Regions from separate parts of the Mus musculus genome. Here regions 2, 3, 4 and 5 are each linked to region 1. The links are chromatin contacts, called in public HiChIP or PLAC-seq and promoter capture Hi-C maps. All regions are on one chromosome and are shown on one strand. Each heading gives the region's core, a stretch centred on a gene start, on an enhancer-like site or on the middle of the called end of the contact. The rest is flanking DNA. Distances are from core to core; before and after follow the strand shown. Region 1 holds the start of Ubald1 (UBA-like domain containing 1). Region 2 holds the start of Adcy9 (adenylate cyclase 9). Region 3 has its middle 48 kb from the start of Srl. Region 4 overlaps Srl (sarcalumenin). Region 5 has its middle 15 kb from the start of Srl.

Region 1 (2,640 bases), core at 88-2,587:
CTATAACTCAGAGCCTTCCAAGCTCCCCGTCCTCGTTTCTTCCTCCTTTTCTTCCTATCTAAGGATCTTTCAGTCCCACCTCCTTCCCATCTTCCTCCAGCCACCCGATCGGAGAGCCCCTAGGAGTGAAGGGCAAGATAGAACTCCATTTCCCTAGGTATCAACTGGGCCCCACACCTTTACGGCCTCAGCGGTCCTAGCGAGAACAAAGGATCAGGTGTATCAAAACGTCTCAAGAGCCCGCAGTTGGCTTCCGAGGCCTGCGCTTACTTCCTCGGGGCAGTGTCGCTATAATGAAGCTTTCGGACCTAACGCCTCCCCTCCCGGCTGGTTCTACAGGGGGCCAGGTCAAAGGTGAGGCCAGTGAGAGCAAAGAACCCGGGCAACGTCTCTCAGCCGAGAAGACAACGCCAGCCCTCTCCTCCCCCCAGCTTCTGGGCGACTCTTCCACGTCCGACCGGCCACTCTACCAACCGCGACGTCAGCCGGAAGTGGCATGTGCGGGGCTGTAAACACCGCCTGCGAAATCACGCACCCAGCTCCCGACCCCGCCCCCACGCCACGTGATGCGCCCGCCCCCGCCGCCGCCTCATTGGGCGGCCAGCTTTGTTTACCTTATATGGCCAGGTCCTAACACCCCGTGACGGCCCATTGGTACAGTCGCGACCTCACTCAGGTGACGTCACTGGGACAGAAAGATGCAAATAAACCGGGGCATTGTGGGAATGGCAGTCGTGGCCGTTTCTGTACGTGCTCCGCGCGGTCCTTTTGCCAGCAGGCTGCTGGAAGTTTTTCTTTTGCGTGGGAAAGTGGGAGTTGAAAGAAAGGGGACGCCAAGGCTCCGGAGCAGGGGCTGTCTTTTTTTTTTTTTTTTTTTTTTTTTTTTTTTTTAAGACGCTCTTCCTGCACGACTGGCCAAGAGTTAGGCAAAGATGCCTTGCGAGCTCTGGAATGCTTCCAGGAGGTGGTGATTTCTAGCAGCGCCTTGAAAGGCAGATGCTCTGCGATACCGAGCGTTTTCTAAGTCTCAGGATTTTAGGAGTGTTTCAGCCTAGGGCAGTGGAGTAGGACCAAAGCTATCAGAGAGTCCCCTAAGAGCGCGCCTATTAATATTGTGATGCTAAGCACAGCAGCACACAGGACCTCCAGGGCCCAGTGATAAGGCAAGCTTGTGCAATGGTCCCTGGTTCGCAACTTCGCCTCTCAGCCTGGGGCACGGGCTGCGCGCCCCACTGAGATCGCTCGGGAGAGGGCGTCCACGCTCCTTCCCGGTCCGTTCGGCGGGGGCGTCGCGGACTACACATCCCAGCATGCTTCGCCGGCCGCGGGGCAGCGAGGCGCGGTGAGTCAGAGCGCACAGTAAATATTTGTATTAGCCGGGGCCGGCTCGCTAATGGTGGACGCGTGAGGCTAGCGCGCAGGGAGGCCGGAGCGGGCTGCACGGCGGCGCCATGTCCGTGAACATGGACGAGCTCAAACACCAGGTCATGATCAACCAGTTCGTGCTGACGGCGGGCTGTGCGGCCGATCAGGCGAAGCAACTGCTACAAGCGGCCCACTGGCAGTTCGAGGTGCGTAGGGGAACCGGGGACGGGCGCGGGCGGTGTGGACACGTGCCGGGGTGCCGGCTGCGGGCATCACCGACCGCCAGGCCAGAGCCCCGGAAACCCCGCTATCAGGACTGGATACCCTCCCCCAACACCCCCCCCCCCCCGGTCCCGGTAACGGCTGAGGAGGAGACAGCCGCCTGGAAGACGCCCAGGGCCGTGCCGGAGGCGGAGTCGCTTGGAGAGAGCGGTCTCAGGGTCGGTGTGCCGGGTGGGCGGTTTGCGGGAGTGCGCACACGTACATGTGGATTTGTATTTACGCACGCACCGCGCTTGGGCGTCAGCAGGGCACATCGAAGGTTGTGGGCATGTGGGCGCGTGTGCGGACTCAAAGCCCGTCTCGAGTGCGTGTCTGATACAGGATACCTTTGTGTCATGTTTGGTGTGTGTGTGCAGCGTGTACATAGGTGGTGGTTTGCTGATGGTAATCGTGCTGGGTATGGTGCGGTGTATGTTCATATACGTCATGGAGTGTATGGGTGGTGTGCTGGATCCTCAGAGTAAATTACGAGAGTCTGTATGTGTGTAGCCCACTCCAAAGGTGTCACCGGGGCGGGATCCTTATGAAGACCTGGGTATCCTCGGGCCTGACAAAGGAACCTGTATCTTGGGATGGTGTACTGTATACGGTTCACTTATTTTAGGGCATTTTAGACAGAAGATGGGAAGGTCAGTCTGGCTCTCATCTACTCCCAGGTTTCTCTTGACCGGTAGGATTATGTGCCCAGTCTTTTGTGTTACTAAGATGCCTCTGTTCCTCTAACTCAAAACCCCACATTCACCACTTGTGGGTATCGAGATGAGACTCTCTGGCTTGTAGCTGTGTGGGTACATGTGTGAGTCACAACCAGAGCCAGTCTAGTATTCTGTGCCCAGTTGGAGACCCCAGAGCTTGGCTTCCCAGTGGGAACCATCCCATTTTCAGTAGGAAAAGCCAGGAAGTGGAGACCAAGGCTTAACTTCCTGGTGCAGGATCAGAACCTCCCCAGGCTGGGAAGACTGTAGCCCTTCCAGCTCTGGATACCAAGCCTTC
Region 2 (2,640 bases), core at 62-2,561, 460 kb after region 1:
AGCACTTGGCAGTTTGGTTGTGGAGTATTTTTCAGATTAAGTTCCTTCCTCAGATGTTTTCTCATAATTAGATGGACATCTTGCACTTTGAGCTGGAATATATCAACAATGACACGTTTACTTTAAAAAGTTCCTGTTTATTGTGGTGCAATACATACTGCATAAAACTTACCATTTATGCAGTTGTACTTATCATTAAAGCAATCCAAAGACACTAGTACGTTCATGAAGTATACCTACTACAGAATCCACGGCGTTGTGTTCTCACTAGTTCCAGATGTTTTCATCACCCCAAAAGGAACCCCCAGGCTTGATAGTGTAGTCAATACCTAGTACTTCATACAACCGCAGGCATCCATCACCTGTATTTTCTCTATAGATTTGCTTGTTCTGGGCATTTCACATTAATACAATCATACAATATGTGGCCTCTTGTGTTTGGTTTCTTTTACCCAGTGTGTTTCAGAGGTTGTAGCAAGTGTACTTCATTTTTATAGTCGAATAATATTCGGTTGTATAGATAGTCTATATTTTACCTTCCTATTCCTGAATTCCACAGTGACTGTGGATGCCTGGGATGGGCCCCGAGAGCTGTGGGAAGGAAGGGTCAGTTAGTCCCCTGTGGTTGCAGAAAAACACTGTACGGTGTGGCAGCCAGGGTGCGACCAGAGAATATAGAATTGTGTTTATTCAGGCCAGAGTTTACACAGACCAATGTAGAACTTATTAATGGGAAGCTGATTTCTTTGAACGTTTTCCTTGTGGAGAGGGAAAAACAGTTGTTCATGTGAAGAATGAAAGATCTTCAAAGTCGGGAAGATAACTTCCCCAGGGGGTTGGCAAAGGTGGTCCTCAGTGGTGCTCGACTTTAGAAGCTATCAGAAGTGGCTTGGCTGGTGATGATCATTTCCATCCCCCAGCAAGTTCAGAGGGGCCTAGCACCACTGGGAACACTCCTACATTGCTGGCAGAATGGGAGGGAGGTCACAATCGAGCAAAGCCAGGGACTGAAAACTTCGATGTATCCAAAAGGTAAACTGCGCTTAGATGCTTCCTGTGCGGACTTGGGGGCCAGGCTGCGGGGCAAGTAGTCAAAGGCAGCCAAGGCCTCGGAAGAAGGCGGAGGCCTGGTGCCCACAGCAGGCGGCCCAGGCTCGGAGCAGCCCAGGGCGGAGGGCGGCGCCCAGAGCGCGTCCGCCCGGCCCCGCCCCGCTGCAGCCCCGAGCCGGGCGCGCGCTCCTAGGCGGGGTGGCGCGCTGCTGGTGCGCGTGTCCCGGACCCGGCGGTGACGTGCGCGGGCCGCGCGTGCGCGCTGCGGCAGAGGAGAGGGGCGGCGCGGGCGCGCGTCTGTCAGTGACAGCGGGAGGGGGAGGAGGAGGGGGCCGGAGATGGTGGTGGCGGCGGCTGCGGCTGCTACTCTTCCGACCTGAGGCAGCGGCTGCGGGAGAGCGGGCGGCGGGCGCAGCCGCAGCGGCATCTGTAGCTCAGGCAGGGCCCCTGGGGCGTGGGCGCGGCGTGCGGACGACCGGCGTGCTGGCCAGCCGGCGTCGCGGGAGTCAGGCTCTGCGGCAGCCCGCACGGCGGTCTGTGGAGGGGCCCGCGCAGTGCCCCGAGCTCGGCTCTGGGCCGGGGTGCGTTCGGCTGCGGGCAGCAGGCCCTGCTAGACCGGCCGCTCGGACGGGCGGCCCTCGGGCTCCTCAAGCTCGCGAGCAGGGGCGCGGGGCAGGGTAGCCCGCTGGTGCTTAGCCGCAAGGGGACGGAACGCGGCAGGAGCCGCAGGTTGGCCCGCGCGCTTTGACGCACCGGGCGCTGCTGCGGCAGGATGAAGCGCTGCTCGCCTCCCGAGTTGTTTTTGCGAAAGCTGCTCCCGGTGCCCCGAGCGCTCAAGGTCTGAACTTCCCTCTGGAGCTGCAGTTGGAGTTGCACGGGGAGAGGCCACCAGCGGGCGACGGCGCCCGAGGGGAGCGCAGCGCAGCGCTGCCGGGGACCCAAGACTCAGCGCGGCCGCGGCACGAGAACCCTGGGAGCACCAGGTACGGCCCGTGCGGTTCTCGCTCGCCTTGGCGCTTTTATGCGCCGTTATGGGCAGTTTTGGTGAACATATGGTGGTGCCTTCCCAAGTGGCTCGCCAGAGCTCGCACTCGCGACAAGCACAGGTCGCGTGGCCCTCCGGGAGTGTGTGTAGTCAGGCCGCTCTAATTCTGCTGGTTTTGCCTGCAGGTGCCCCTGACCTGGTCGGGAAAGGTTCCAAGAGCTCGGCAACATGGCTTCCTCACCCCACCAGCAGCTGCTGCATCACCATAGCACCGAGGTGAGCTGCGACTCAAGCGGAGACAGCAACAGCGTGAGGGTCAAGATCAACCCTAAGCAGCTGTCCTCCAACACCCACCCGAAGCACTGCAAGTACAGCATCTCCTCCAGCTGTAGCAGCTCGGGAGACTCAGGGGGCCTTCCCCGGAGGGTTGGCGGCGGGGGTCGCCTGCGCAGACAGAAGAAGCTGCCCCAGCTTTTTGAGAGGGCCTCCAGCCGGTGGTGGGACCCCAAATTCGACTCCATGAACCTGGAGGAGGCCTGCCTGGAGCGCTGCTTTCCGCAGACCCAGCGCCGCTTCCGGTACGCACTCTTTTATGTGGGCTTCGC
Region 3 (2,640 bases), core at 79-2,578, 400 kb after region 1:
ATTCAAGGCATAGGAGGGGCAGTGATCAGGAAAGACCCCAGGAATAAGACGATGTTTTCCAAATCATATTATCACCAGTACAGAAGATTTTCTTACCCACTTGTTTTGAGATGCGGTCTTGCTATGTCGCCAGGATGGTCTGGAATGCCTGGATTAAAGTGGTTTTCCTGCTGCAGGCCCCCAGTAGTTTTCCTTTTTCTCATTTGTAAAGAACCAATGAACTGAAATCATTAAATTTTTGTTTGAACAGTAATGTATTACCTTTGTTGAAAAGGGTATTTCCATAGAGTCAGGACTCTTCCCTAGAATACCAGAAAAGGAGGTCAGACTTAGGGAGGGAGTGCAACTTCAGCTACACTGAAGGCTGGACATGAGTGTAGGACGGGGTCCTGGGGGAGACGAACGCTTGTGTGGCGGGGGTGATGGATAGGGCAGATGAAAAAGTCCAGGGAGTCTAGGCCACTTAAAGTTCCTGGGCAGAGGACAGCATGAAGAAACTGAAGATCCAGCAGGAGTTTCCTGCCTGCCCCTGGGCCTGCTGTCTTCCCTTAACTCTGTCCCATTCCTAAGAGCTAAGGACCTGGAGAAGCTTAGTCTATCAGCCTGGCCCTGTCTGTAAGACCTGGTTGGACCTTGCATCCACATAGGCACTAAAAAAGCCCAGTCCACGCCCCGTCTCTGGTTTCTGTGACATTTTGGCATATTCCACCTCACGAAGCCAGTTAACACCTGGCAGTGTTTGTGAAAGCAAGGATGCGATGTTGTGATGTGTTTCTGCCCCTGCGGCCCTGTGAGGACATGGGACTGCTGTTGGTCCTCCACCTCCCCATTCCGCAAGGCCACAGGTGGAGAGATGCACTTCTGGAATGCATGGGTTGCAACTGGCATCCTGTCTGTGGCCAAATCTGGTTCCTCTATCACTACCGGAAACCCTGTGGCTGTGCCTGGCCTTGGCCTTCTTCCCCAGTTCGGCTCCTGATCTTAATGAGGAAAGTGAGGCCAGTTCTGAACCCGGGTCCTGAAAGTGGGGGGAGTGGAGCTCCTCACTGAACGTCTCTCAAGCCAGGCTTTTCATTCACTCAAATTTGTCTTCCTGAGGTGGGGGTCACCACCTACGGTGCAGCCACTGGCCGTGGCCCTACAGGCACCAGCCACAGAGAGGGTTGCAAGCTGGGTCTCAGGCACAGGAAGCAGTTCACAAGGCAGCAGTCTTGGTGCGCATGCGCACGACCGCACTGCTCCGTCGCGCTCCCTAGCGGCCATCTCTCGGTGCTGTCGTGCTGGCACAGCGCATGCGCAGACGTGGAACCTCGCGGTGCTTCCTGAGTCTACACTGAGTCTCGAGTGGGCGGTGACTGGGCAGCCGGTCCCAAGATCTTTTCGAGGCTCAAAGTCCCCTCAACTCCTTCGTGTCCGAGTCCGAGCTCTGTCTTGTATCCGAGATCTAGTGGGACGTGAGGTAGTTGCACGCCATTACCTCAGCGCCAGCCGCCTTGCAGCTCCGGAGACCAAGCGGTGAGGCTAAAGAGGCCGATGCACCTGGCCCTTCCAAGCAGTCCCCCTCACCCTCCAGCCAGAGGACGTCTAGGAGCCTGAAGCCAGCCGAGTTACCCAGGGGACAAGGCTGTGTCCTGAAGGCCGGTGTTGCTGAGGCTCTGCCCTTCGGAAGCTGTGGAACTGACAACTTTGAAGCCCTGAGAGGATCTGCAAAATTCTGATTTAGGACCCAGGAGGCCTTGAACTTGCTCAGAGTTATATGCTGTGGACAGTACATCCTAGAGAATTTGGTGCTTGCTGTTTTTAGAGGGCTATTTTCTCCTGGGCCAGCCCCCAGCTAAAACAGGAAGTGAGGATTTTAAGAGATGATCCTAGGAGCTTGAAATTTAAGCTGACCTCCTCTGTCATTAGCCACAAAGCTTTAGCCTAAAGTGGTGGCGCATGTCTTTAATCCCAGCACTTGAGAGGCAGGTGGATCTTTGTGAGTTCTGGCCAGCCTGGTCTACAGATCGGGTTTGTACTGGCTAGTTTTGTGTCAACTTGAGTTGACACAGTCTGGAGTCTGGTGTGGTAGTCTTGGTTCTATAAGAAAGCAGGCTGAGGGCTGGTGAGATGGCTCAGTGGGTAAGAGCACCCGACTGCTCTTCCGAAGGTCAGGAGTTCAAATCCCAGCAACCACATGGTGGCTCACAACCATCCGTAACAGGATCTGACGCCCTCTTCTGTAGTGTCTGAAGACAGCTACAGTGTACTTACATATAATGAATAAATAAATCTTTGAAAAAAAAAAAAGCCAGGGGAAGCAAGCCAGTAATGAACATCCCTCCATGGCCTCTGCATCAGCTCCTGCTTTCTGACCTGCTTGACTCCCAGTCCTGACTTCCTTTGGTGATGAACAGCAGTGTGGAAGAGTAAGCCGAATAAACCCTTTCGTGGCCATGAGGTTTGTGCAGAAATAGAAACCCTGACTAAGACAGGGTTCCAGGACAGAGAAGCTCTTATCTCAAAAAACCAAAACAAATCAAAAGACAATGAAGCTCTGCTATTTTCCTCCACTTCAGTATGAGGGGAATCACCGCTCCTCCTGCCCCCAGTGAGATGGAAATGGCAGCTATAGGATACTATAATATATATATATATATA
Region 4 (2,640 bases), core at 66-2,565, 380 kb after region 1:
AGATTCTTCTCAGGGACTAGGGAGTTAGAAATGCAGGAGAAGGAATTGGGGCAAGTAATATTTAGCTCCCCCTGCTGTGACCAAGGGACCAGGAATTCTTACTGGTACCTACATGTAAATGCAGACTCCTAGAACTTTCTGTAGGGCATCCAAGGGTCATACGCACTGGAAACACACAATTAAAACATTGATTCTGCTACCCACGAGCGAGGTATATAATCCTGGAAAGGGGATAAGTGCAGTCAGGGGCTGGGATTGCCATCAGAAGGTTCCTGTGCCCCCTGAATACATCATGGACCAGGAGTTGGCAGCGCTGTGTTCTAATCACATGGTGGCCATGTGTCTGTGGCAAAGCAAAGACCATCACCAATTTAGGTCTAGAATCTTCCAGACAAGATGAGCGAGCTCAGAAATACTGGTGTGCTTGGGGTAAAGTTTTATACATTTGTATATAGGGCTCCTCTTTAGGAGCTTCTGGTCCTTCAGGAGCTGGCACAGTTGACTAGTCATGGGAACTAGTGAGAAAACGCTCATTCCCGAAGGCTGGAGACTGCCCCTGCCTCTGAGAACTGGTAAGGGCTCAGGTACCTGGAGATGAAGGCTGTTTACTTCAATGAAGGAGGCGATGCAAGCACTAGTCTTTGTCTAAGAGAGGGTGTCCTTTTCCAGCACAGGGGTGGAGAAGTCTTAGTCACACTGAAGTGGGGAGTCTATATCCCACCCCTTCCCATGGGGTTGCAGTTTCTCCCACAGGCCTCCTCTTTAGGCACATCCCAGTTTGGGAGAGAAGATCAGAAGGGCTAGGCCCAAACTTTGCTTCACATCCCTTTCCAAAAACACCCAACTTGACCCTTGGTGGCAGTGTCTGGCATAGACTGGGCCCCTGTTTGCTCTGTTGTCCCTGTGCCCTCTGCTCTGTGGGTACAGTTGCAGGACCTTAGAAGGGGATCCCCTTCAGAAGGGGTTGGCTGAGGCCACTGGGAAGCCCAGGCCCTGCCCATTTTGGATGTCTCCTCCTCAGGCCCTGTTTCCTCTTAATCTGAGGTAGGGAGGCCAGCAAATGCCTGCCCTTAAGGGGACAGGGTTAGATGTGTGACTTAATAAAGCCGAGAGCCATGAGTAATCCCCTGAGTACTTTGCCGTGTAACCCAAGATTATCTGGCCTACAAACACCTGTTTTCACTCCTTTGCTGATAGTAGTATAAAAAGCATGCTGGTTAATGACTCTAGGAACCGACAAGGAAAGGAATGCACTCGCCTTTGTCCTATCTTGGAATATCTCCTCAGGAGCCAGGTGGCACGTGCCATGCCCGCTCCAAGGTTAAGGAAGGACTGGAAGGGCTCACCCAAGTTTCTATCCATATATGGTCATTAGGACCCAGGGGAAGACTTGAAGGTCAGGGTCAAGCTTTGGCAGCTCTTGGGTTACTACAGCAACTAACACCTTCAGTGGTGGACAGCAGGTCAATCAGTTAACTCCCTACTCTGCAGATCCTACAGGCTTGGAGGGAGGCAGGTGACCCGGAGGACCCCAGCTGGGAGGCATAGCCCTGGATAGCAGGCACAGGCGGAGCTTCCTGCAGTGGAAGCTAGACTGATAGAGACTCTTGAGAAGCAGGGCAGTGCCGACCCTGTGAACTGACCAATCATGTTCTAATCATTTAGAACTGCAAGTCTCTGCTTCGGGTGGCACGGAAGATGTTGGCAATTTGTTGGAGAATCATTTCTCTGCTGGAGACGCGAGTCTAGAGGAGAAGGAAAGGGCGCTTTATGCAGATGCGGCCCCTGGAGACAAGAACCTACTCCTTCACTACCCAGACGGCAGGGAGGCTGAGAGCTTGGAGCAGACTCCTGCAGGGGCCCCTTCCACTGCCAACGGCCAGGGCTCCGAAACCGAAGCTAGCCTGTCCAATACCTCAGCTGCAGAGTCAGCTCCGCCTGGGGATGTTGAAGGGCCTGGGGAGGAAGAGGAGGGCCCACATGCAGCAGGCACCCTTCCTCCAGGAGGGATTGAAGGGCCAGAAGAAGAGAGGCCACAGTTCAGTTCTGGGAAGGAGCCAGGGCAGGAGGAGGCTGGGGTGGGGGTTCCCACAGAGGGGGCTGCCAGTATGGAGGCAGAAGTGCAAGAGGGAAGTAGTGGGGTCCCTGAGGAATTACAGGGACTCTTAGGAGATGGGCCTATGAATGAAGCAGCAGGGACAGCAGAGTCTGTAGTCACCCAGTCCTCTCCTCCCATAGAGGGTAAAGAGGCAGAAGGTGAGGGCAACACAGGTTCTGATCACCAATCCACAGAGCTAGATGGAACCCAGGATGCCATACCTGCCGGAGATGAATCGGAAGCCAGGGAGGGAGCAGAGGACAAGCCCCAGGACTACTCCCTGCAGTCAGAGGACACAGCCACTCCCGGGCCTGATCACCAGCCCACAGACCTACATGCAGCCTCTGACACGGCATCTTCTGGAGTAGAGGCAGAAGAAGGTGCAGAGGAATCAAAGGCTGAGGTGGACACAGAATCTGGGGAGAAGGTTGAGGACCAGGGGGAGCCTAGACCTAGCCTGGATGCTGGTTCAGCTATAGAGGCCAATAAACAGTCTGAGTACACCCAGGCAAGGGAGACAGAGAACGACTCTCCTGAGGGCC
Region 5 (2,640 bases), core at 57-2,556, 340 kb after region 1:
CAGTTTTCCATCTTACCCATGAGTATGTGACAATTCAGGTTTGTCTTGTGCTTCGTTGATGACCTCTTTGGTGATTGTTTGAGATCAGGGCTGGTTATTCTTGGTCCCTGGTTCCCTCATTGGTCCTATTTTGAGTCTCTATTAGGAGCAATACTTTCTCACTTCTTGGGAAATGTATTCTTTTTGCTCTAAGAATGTTGTGAAGGATCATTGCGTCACACCTTGTTGCCTTTATGATGATTCTCGAGAAAATTCTTGCTGAATCTCAATAACAGAAATAATTTTATTTCTTCTGAGCATGTGTTCTTAGTTTAAGGAAACTGAATTGGGCATGTGGTTAATAAGTTATGCATGTGTTAGGTCTTAAATATATAGTCTTTTTTTCCCTCCTAGACTTTCCTTTTGTGTTTCTTCCTGTTTCTCTTCTGCTGTTTGTTGCATTCTTACTATATTTAATGAATTATTAGCAACTACGTTTATGCTTTTCTGGCATAGTATGACACTTTTTAAAAAAAGATTTATTTATTTATTTATTATATGTAAGTACACTGTAGCTGTCTTCAGACACACCAGAAGAGGGCGTCAGATCTCATTACAGATGGTTGTGAGCCACCATGTAATTGTTGGGATTTGAACTCAGGACCTCTGGAAGAGCAGTCAGTGCTCTTAACGTCTGAGCCATCTCTCCAGTCCATTATGGTACTTTTATTGTGTGCCCTTTGTGCCATGGTTTGGGCAGAATAAGAGTAACACCTCAGCTGCATCAGATGTTTGAAGAATCATCTGGTGGTAGAGGAGGGGTCCTTGCCATGACCTTGGTCTCTTCAGCAGTGACTATTGGCCCCAGGCCTTGTGTAGAGCACACAGAGATCATCACACAGCCTCTTGGAGCCAGTCATCTGACCATGCTGTCCTTAGTATCAGATGTTGGTCCTGGCTCCACCCTGTTCCCCCAAGCTCATCCTACTGTCCCCCACCCCAACCCGTGTCTCTCTGCTTTCCTCAGTGCTGGTGAGTGTGTGACATTTGTCTTTTTCACATGGAGTTCTGCTTGCCTGCCTTGTCCTTTAATCTTGGAGGTGGGGTCAGACTCCATTCCTGCCTTATCCCTTCTATTTGCTACCCCGCTGAATTGCAGGTTTCTTCTCTTGATTGACAAGAACACGTGCTGAGCAAGAGAAGAGGGTGGGGCTGGGGGCTGCAGGCAAAACTGGCATTAAATCTGGCAACTGTGCAAAGGAATGAACTCCTCAAATTGGCTCTCCTTCCATCACACCCCTGATCTTGAAAAAGGAACCAGAAGTGACAGCTGCACCATTTCCTGAATTAGGTGGCCTGAATCAAGGCTGACTCCAGGGAGCAGCCTATCTGGGTGTACATTCTCATGATTAAGCAGACAACAGGCAAGTGTTTGGAGAAGTTTGTGTGTGCTTTTCTTCAAAGAACAGAGGTTGTCCTCAACAAGTTGCCCCTGTTACCTTCTGTCCTGTGGGAGTTGAATATACTGCTCTGTGGCTGCATACAGAATTGAAAAAAATGTGCTGTTCTCTTGTAAGAAAAGGCAATGCCATTGAGGCTGGATGGGTAGGGTGGATTCTTTGCCACCAGAGGGATGGGCCTGTGCTTTTTCTGTAAGATGCTGAGATGGCAGGTGGGAAGGGGAGCCACAGTGTGGGCTGATTCGAAGTTCCCATGTATTGACAGTGGGCAATTTTTCTCTAATATCAAGCATCTCATCACAGAGTATTCAAATCGAATGCATGAATATGTCAGAGACTTTGGAAGAAGTTCCCATCTTGGGTGGGAATTTGAATTCTTCTAAGATTGATGACCTATAATGACCAAGATAAATAGGATAGTCCTTTTAGTAAGTGCTACTTATTAGTCAGCTATTGTAGGTCACACTTGTAATCTCAGTATTCAGGAGATGGAGGCAGGAGTATTGCTAGAAGTTTGAGGCAACTTGGATTACATAGTAAGGTTTTAAGCTGGGCTGAGATACAATGTGAGACCCCATGACAAGGTCACTATGTCTTCCTGACTATTCTGGAGCTCACCAGGCTGGTCATGAACTCACAGAGATCCACCTGCCTCTCTGCCTCTTGAGTGCCAGGATTACTTACAGGTGTACTCCACAATACCCAATGAGAGACTATTAAAAAAAATCCCCAAATTTGAATGAGATAGCTTAGTGCGTAAAAGTGTTACACTAAGCCTGATGACCTAAATTCAGTCCTCAGGACTCATGGTGAAGGAGAGAATTGACTCACCAAAGTTGTTCACGCCATGCTGTCTCACGCACATAATAATAAATAAAATATTAAAAGATGCCAAAGCTGGGCAGAGTGGTTCCCATTTACAATCTCAGGATTTGGGTGTTGGAGACAGGAGGACCAGGAGTTAAAGGGTATTCATGACAACATGAATCAAGCCTGGGCTACTTGAGACCCTACCCCCCCCCCATCCCCCATCTATGGAATGTGCAACAGATGCAAACTCAAATGCTGCCTAAGGTAAGGTCCGACAATTTCCCAGGTTCTTGAGGAATGTTTGAGCCTGACAATCTACCAACTCAGCTGCTCAGGATAGACTAAGCTGCACTGTGCCAGGAACCATAACATTCTAGCCCTCAGCTTGCTG

What was found. Promoter capture Hi-C pulls out the DNA fragments that hold promoters and counts their contacts. HiChIP or PLAC-seq counts read pairs in DNA pulled down with a chosen protein or histone mark.
Region 2: a FOXA1 HiChIP or PLAC-seq map of pancreatic cancer cells shows a contact between it and region 1. The contact joins the promoter of Adcy9 here to the promoter of Ubald1 in region 1. A contact is called at or near these places in 4 of 39 promoter capture datasets (3T3-L1-derived adipocytes, cranial neural crest, pre-B cells and 1 more), 1 of 484 Hi-C or Micro-C datasets (muscle stem cells) and 1 of 115 datasets of contacts at active chromatin or transcription factors (pancreatic cancer cells).
Region 3: a promoter capture Hi-C map of pre-B cells shows a contact between it and region 1. The contact joins the enhancer-like site here to the promoter of Ubald1 in region 1. A contact is called at or near these places in 4 of 39 promoter capture datasets (the C10 cell line, cranial neural crest and pre-B cells), 3 of 484 Hi-C or Micro-C datasets (CD4 T cells, pre-B cells and regulatory T cells) and 2 of 115 datasets of contacts at active chromatin or transcription factors (memory CD8 T cells and stem cell-derived neural progenitor cells).
Region 4: a contact with region 1 is called in a promoter capture Hi-C map of pre-B cells. The contact joins the enhancer-like site here to the promoter of Ubald1 in region 1. A contact is called at or near these places in 2 of 39 promoter capture datasets (the C10 cell line and pre-B cells), 1 of 484 Hi-C or Micro-C datasets (pre-B cells), 1 of 115 datasets of contacts at active chromatin or transcription factors (CD8 T cells) and 1 of 9 other capture datasets (pancreatic islet).
Region 5: an H3K27ac HiChIP or PLAC-seq map of microglia shows a contact between it and region 1, with 5 times the contacts expected there. The contact joins the enhancer-like site here to the promoter of Ubald1 in region 1. A contact is called at or near these places in 6 of 39 promoter capture datasets (the 3T3-L1 cell line, 3T3-L1-derived adipocytes, embryonic stem cells and 3 more), 1 of 15 datasets of contacts at CTCF or cohesin (the NIH/3T3 cell line), 2 of 484 Hi-C or Micro-C datasets (embryonic stem cells and regulatory T cells), 4 of 115 datasets of contacts at active chromatin or transcription factors (memory CD8 T cells, microglia, pancreatic cancer cells and 1 more) and 2 of 9 other capture datasets (adipose tissue and liver).

What each region holds. Positions count from the first base shown.
Region 1 is chr16:4,878,548-4,881,187 of GRCm38.p6, reverse strand. It overlaps Ubald1 (UBA-like domain containing 1), which reads left to right and starts at 1,337. Exons shown (of 3, transcript NM_145359.2): 1 at 1,337-1,571. The coding sequence starts at 1,452.
Region 2 is chr16:4,419,169-4,421,808 of GRCm38.p6, reverse strand. It overlaps Adcy9 (adenylate cyclase 9), which reads left to right and starts at 1,311. Exons shown (of 11, transcript NM_009624.3): 1 at 1,311-2,033; 2 at 2,221-2,640. The coding sequence starts at 2,264.
Region 3 is chr16:4,473,874-4,476,513 of GRCm38.p6, reverse strand. No RefSeq gene overlaps it. Among named protein-coding and RNA genes, the nearest start is that of Srl, 48 kb to the left of the region's middle. Within about 2 kb of position 1,328, at least 299 of the 459 cell types and tissues checked have an H3K27ac peak or open chromatin away from gene starts, as enhancers often do. A contact at or near this core is called in memory CD8 T cells, pre-B cells and regulatory T cells, where this site is marked.
Region 4 is chr16:4,496,741-4,499,380 of GRCm38.p6, reverse strand. Srl (sarcalumenin) reads left to right here. Exons shown (of 7, transcript NM_175347.6): 2 at 1,666-2,640. Among named protein-coding and RNA genes, the nearest start is that of Srl, 25 kb to the left of the region's middle. Within about 2 kb of position 1,315, at least 33 of the 459 cell types and tissues checked have an H3K27ac peak or open chromatin away from gene starts, as enhancers often do.
Region 5 is chr16:4,536,412-4,539,051 of GRCm38.p6, reverse strand. It overlaps a transcript of Srl not described here. Among named protein-coding and RNA genes, the nearest start is that of Srl, 15 kb to the right of the region's middle. Within about 2 kb of position 1,306, at least 9 of the 459 cell types and tissues checked have an H3K27ac peak or open chromatin away from gene starts, as enhancers often do. A contact at or near this core is called in microglia, where this site is marked.